Regions from separate parts of the Zea mays genome. Here region 1 is linked to region 2. Evidence: chromatin contacts called from public Hi-C data. All regions are on one chromosome and are shown on one strand. The core of a region is the stretch at or near the end of the contact, and the rest is flanking DNA. Distances in the headings are between cores, read along the strand shown. Region 1 holds the start of LOC100275828. Region 2 holds the start of LOC100284730.

The links. Hi-C and Micro-C count contacts between places; a contact is called where the count stands out from the background.
Region 1: a Hi-C map of endosperm shows a contact between it and region 2, with 2.0 times the contacts expected there. The contact joins the promoter of LOC100275828 here to the promoter of LOC100284730 in region 2. A contact is called at or near these places in 2 of 25 Hi-C or Micro-C datasets (endosperm and tassel).

What each region holds. Positions count from the first base shown.
Region 1 is chr9:160,762,593-160,765,292 of Zm-B73-REFERENCE-NAM-5.0, reverse strand. LOC100275828 reads left to right here and starts at 1,335. Exons shown (of 1, transcript NM_001149820.2): 1 at 1,335-2,109. The coding sequence starts at 1,477. The coding sequence ends at 1,992.
Region 2 is chr9:160,479,811-160,482,510 of Zm-B73-REFERENCE-NAM-5.0, reverse strand. LOC100284730 reads left to right here and starts at 1,383. Exons shown (of 8, transcript NM_001157625.1): 1 at 1,383-1,692; 2 at 1,792-1,976; 3 at 2,152-2,272. The coding sequence starts at 1,684.

The DNA.
Region 1 (2,700 bases), core at 86-2,585, 280 kb before region 2:
TTAGTGGAAATCGTCTCCTACAATCAGTGACAGACACATGATGAAAATTTATGGAGGCAAAAAAAAAAAACACATGAGAGCCATGGCTTAATGGTTCGCGAAACCTGACGTGGTCGTTGGAGACAGATCATATGGTTGTGACGAGCGAGATCTAGTTTATCGGATGGATCGGTGTCACGATAAAAACGAGGCAAGGGACAACAGATGAGCTAAGAAGGGGCGAAATCGGAGGATCTCTAGGGACCCGCCGCCCCATTTCACCACACACTCCGACCACCAATCATTCCAGCCAGACGACACAAGAGGCATGGAGCACACCAGCCGGCATCGTCCAACTGAGGATCCGGTTGGTTTTAGGGATCCCGATTCTCATACGAAAAATCTATATTTTCCACTTGTTCGATGGATCTGGTCATGCTAGTCCATTCAACACGTACGATGATGTTTTTCTAAGCCCTCGAACCTTTTTTTTCCTACTTCTTTCTAACGGGTCTTCAAAGTTTCTAATGCAAAATAATTATCACGCGAGACAAAAGCAGCTTCGTCATCACTAACAAACGACCAGATGTAACAAACGGAAGAGGCCTCATTTTGTTTTGAGATAGCAGAATCTTCTCTTTTTTCCCATTTATATACATTTGCTTTTCCTAAAACTGAACAGATGTAATGTATGTGTGATTTCTGTAAATTAAATTTCTACTCCTACACCGTCGTCACCCCGTCCTATAAAAAAACGAGTGTTTATATGGATTGGACGCTTGAATTTTAATATTCTCTCTCTCTCTCTCTTTTTTTGAACGGAGGACGGATTACGTGCGTTGCAAGCTGGCCGTCCTGAGTCCTATGGGCACGGGGAAGATTCTTATCTCTGATTGATTAGATGATGGGCTACAGAAAATTAGTACGGGAATCTTGCTGCAGCTGCTCCCTCGGTCCCACAATAACTATACATCAATATTCTATATCGATCAAACTTTCTTTTAGATTTATTTTAAAACGCTAACATCATTTGTATTTCTAAATAACCTTGTTATCAAATTAGATTTAAACATTGTCTAATAATATTAATTATAATAATAAATATCGAAATCTTTTTATATCTAATCTGATCAAATTAAAAATGGTGTATTTTTTTTTTAAAAAAAACGGAGAGATTAGGGAGATTCTTTGGAGTTTGGACCCTTTCGTCGAGCGGGACCCACGGGATGACAGATGACACGTCATCGTGCTCCTTTGCCCACTCACTTCACAGTCTCCTTCCTCTGTCCTCTACCAGCAGCAGCCCCACCAGCCACTATGCTATATATATATGGAAAGCAAAAACCAAAACCAACACAACCACTTGGTGGGCGCACCGCAGCTGAGCCTGTAGAGCACGAGCGCGCCCGTGAGAGTGGAAAAGAGAGGGCTGGCCCCGCCGGCCTGATCAGATCAGCGGAAGGCACACCGAGCTCTTGCCTGCCTCCACTCCACCCAATGGCGATGCCGAGGGCGCCGGGCGCGGGGTCGCTCCGCTTCCTGGGCCTGCTGAAGCAGCCGGAGTCCGACGCCGCCGCCCCATTCGAGCTCGACGAGCGCGACGTGTTGTGGCCGACGGGCGGGGGGCAGCAGGACGGTTGGGCCGCCCCGCCGGCGAGGCGGCGTCGCGCGCACGCCATGCCGCTGTACAGCTTCGGGCTGTCGTCGCTGCTCGCCGAAGACTGCGGCGGTGGGGTGCCCGTGCCCGTGCCGGGGAGGGCGATGGCGATGGCGCCGAGCGCCGCGCCGAGGCAGTCGGCGCCGGTGCGCGTGCCGGCGCCGTGGCCAGGCGGCAGGAGGGCCGACGAGGACGAGGAGGACGGCGAGGAGGTGGTGCCGCCGCACGTGGTCGCGGCGCGGCGCCACGCGCGGTCGTCGTCCGTGCTGGAGGGCGCCGGGCGCACGCTCAAGGGCCGCGACCTCCGCAGCGTCCGCAACGCCGTGCTCCGGCAGACCGGGTTCTTGGACCTGTGAACGTCCGCAGGCAGCCATGGCACAAGACGCCGATCGATACATTGTTGTGTGTCTGTGTGTCGTTCTAGCGTCCCTTACAAGTTACACATGAAGAACTGAACTCAATACGTTCAATCATCCGATGGGTCTGCTCTTCTTCTCCGCCTGTGCACAAAGCCTCCGACTTTTTTTCCACCTGAATGCAGCACCAACCCAACCGCCAATATTTTTCTCCTCTGCTCTGCTCCCACCGGCGGCGGCGGCGGGGTTGGTGGCTGGCGGCGTGACGGCATAATGCGGTTTCGTCAGAGATCGGAGATGGGAAAAAGGCAGGCTCAGATCCCCATGCCATGCCGTGATTGTCCACAAGCTAAAGCTAGCCTGCACAGGCAGGCGGTCTCCAGATCCATGCCGTCTCTCGTGTGCGCCAGCCGTCCTTTTTACATCTCGTCGTTTGGTGCAGCGTGGGATATGATGTGACGTGAGGTCCCCGGTGGCGGCTTCAATGTTCCAGGAGCTAAACAGTTTCATGATTTGGATGTTCTCGTCGACATTAACGTTGTCAGTTCCGTCTTGTGTATTTACCGATTCACTCTTCGAGGATGTTGATAGAGCAGGTGCGTTCACAGTGACAAACGATTATATATTGTCAAATTTGTGATGTGGACATCTTCATAGTCATAGAGCAGATTTAGAAGATTTAGGAGGGGTTTAGTTCCCACCTCATAA
Region 2 (2,700 bases), core at 134-2,633:
TAAATTTAAAACGAAATTTGAAAAAAAAATGGTAGTTAACTGAAACCGCAAACCAGCGATTTCAATAAATCGACCGGTTTAAACGGGACGCATTATTCGTCTCCCCGGGCCCGGTTCCTTGTCGCCTGGCGCCCCGCCCGCGCGCGCAGCAGGCATCGGGACAAGGCGAGCGACATCGTGATTCGTGAGTGGCATGGCATTGGCATGCATCGAAAGCGGCGGCTCAACGCTCCGTGCGCCCGATCGGTCCTCGGTGTCGTCGCCTAAGTCGTATTTTTCTCTTTCTGTATAAAGCTTTTTACTAATCACCCCGATCACGTCACTTCATCAGTCGTCACTCACGGTCACGGCTCATCCATTTCATCATCTATTATATACTAGCCAGATGTCTCATCATCTATTCTATACTAGCCAGTTGTCTGTATTTACGGACACTAAATATAATATATAAATAGGTATTAAGATATTTATTAAATATAATTATTGTTTATTTCTAAACGCTAAAGTATGTGTAGTCTGTTGGTTAGCTCTAAATTTATAGAGTAGAGAACGTGTGTTTAAATGCTCGCTTTGTACTAATTTTTTATATAATTATTGTTTATTTTTAAACACTAAGGTATGTGTGGTTTGATAACGACTGCGCAGGCGCTAGGGATCTATAGGGCAGTAACTAAGAGCATGCTGAGCATGAGTCCAACAGGGCATGACACCGAGACAGGAGACATGTGAGTATGGGTGGATAACGAGCCAGCTCGGCTCGGCTCGGCTCGTTAAGGTAACAAGTCACAGAGTCAGCTCGGCTCGGCTCGTTTAGCTCGCGAGCTAGAGTAGAAAAAAATAAAATGTACATAATAATTATTTTTAGTTAATTTCAAACTAATTTAACAATAGAAAATAGTAATTATACTTATAGTTTCACAAACCACATAAATATAACACCAAATTAGCACAATTCATCACTCATTAATTCACAATTCACATACATGTTCATCAGTTTAACCCATAATTATATTTGCATACACCAAATTACACACATAGACATAGTTTATTAATCATTAGTTTAATTCATATGCCATATACACCTCACATATATAATGTTCATCAATTATTCTGTAAATGATATGTATATAGTTTCGTTTTACTGGAATATGGTAGCTCGTTTAGCTCGCGAGCTGGCTCGTTAACGAACCGAGATAGGATATCAGCTCAGCTCGTGAAAAAATTCAAACGAGCCAATCCAAGCTGAACCGACCATAAACCAAACGAGCCAGCCACGAGCATTTCGTCCAGCACTACGTGAGGCGGGTCCAGTAAATTGGCACAAGGTGAAGCTATGTAGCACAGCTGTCCACCTTCCGCGTAGACTCGGATCCCACCTAGTCAATGGAGTGAGCAACGAGGGTTGGGTTCGGCAGCAGCGAGGGAAAAGCCAAAGCCCCCCAGGGCAGCAGGAAGCAATAGAAGCGAGCGAGGCAGCGGCGTGGGGCGAGGAGTGGAGGACACCGATCCCCGCCGGAGAGCGCGTCCATCCCAAATGGCGACTGCAGCTTCGCCCGCCGCTGCCTTTCCCCACATCCTCTCCCTCTCCTCCTAATCCCCTCCCAATCCCCCCCTCTCTCTCTCTTCCTCGCCAGCTGGTTCGTTCCGCACCCGCCGCCGCATTGGGTGCCGAGGAGGGACGCAATGGAGCAGGTAAGCGAGCGATCTGGCCCGATTCGGGCTCGAGGTTTTTTGATTCGGTCTGTCCGATTGAGCGTGCTCGTCTGTCCGCCTGCGTGCGTGCTGCTGCAGTACGAGAAGGTGGAGAAGATCGGGGAGGGCACGTACGGGGTGGTGTACAAGGCGCTGGACAAGGCCACCAACGAGACGATCGCGCTCAAGAAGATCCGCCTCGAGCAGGAGGACGAGGGCGTCCCGTCCACCGCCATCCGCGAGATCTCTCTCCTCAAGGAGATGAACCACGGCAACATCGTCAGGTCCGCTTTGGTTTTATGCAACAGCGGGTAGGTGTCGTTTTAGGATGGGATTCGTTTGCTCGATGGAAATGATGGTGCGTATGTATGCAATCAAGTAAAAGTCAGACGCAATTTTGATGCTGCGATGCCCTGTAGTGTTGGTACGCTGACAAGCTTTATACTCTCCTAAGTGCAGGTTACATGATGTTGTCCACAGCGAGAAGCGGATATACCTCGTCTTCGAGTACCTGGATCTGGACCTCAAGAAGTTCATGGACTCTTGCCCGGAGTTTGCTAAGAATCCCACTTTGATTAAGGTGAAGAAGCACATGATATGTTAGTTTGTGACTGCTAGTCTGCGCCTTGCTTCTGTCCTGCTCCGCATATAGATAAACTCGAGCCATGACTCATGCATTTGTTGGTGTGCTAACACAACTTTGTTATGATATTCTCGGAATCGAACTTGCAACGGAATAACTGCAATGTGGAACTGAAAACTAATCTAAGTAAACAACAGCTCAATGTTGTAGAGTAGAGGCCCATCTAGTGTCTTCCTGTTGCATGTAAAATCCTTTTTGTTCCCATCTGATGTGCTAGAATTTACATAGAGATGAGTCCCACATCATCAGTTGAGCTCGATATATGACATATTTGGCTGTTGTCTTCTCTCGTCGACCGTTACTGTGTTTTTATATGTTTGGAGAAAAGTGCTTGTTTTGACTTTTTATACTGTGTTTTTATATGT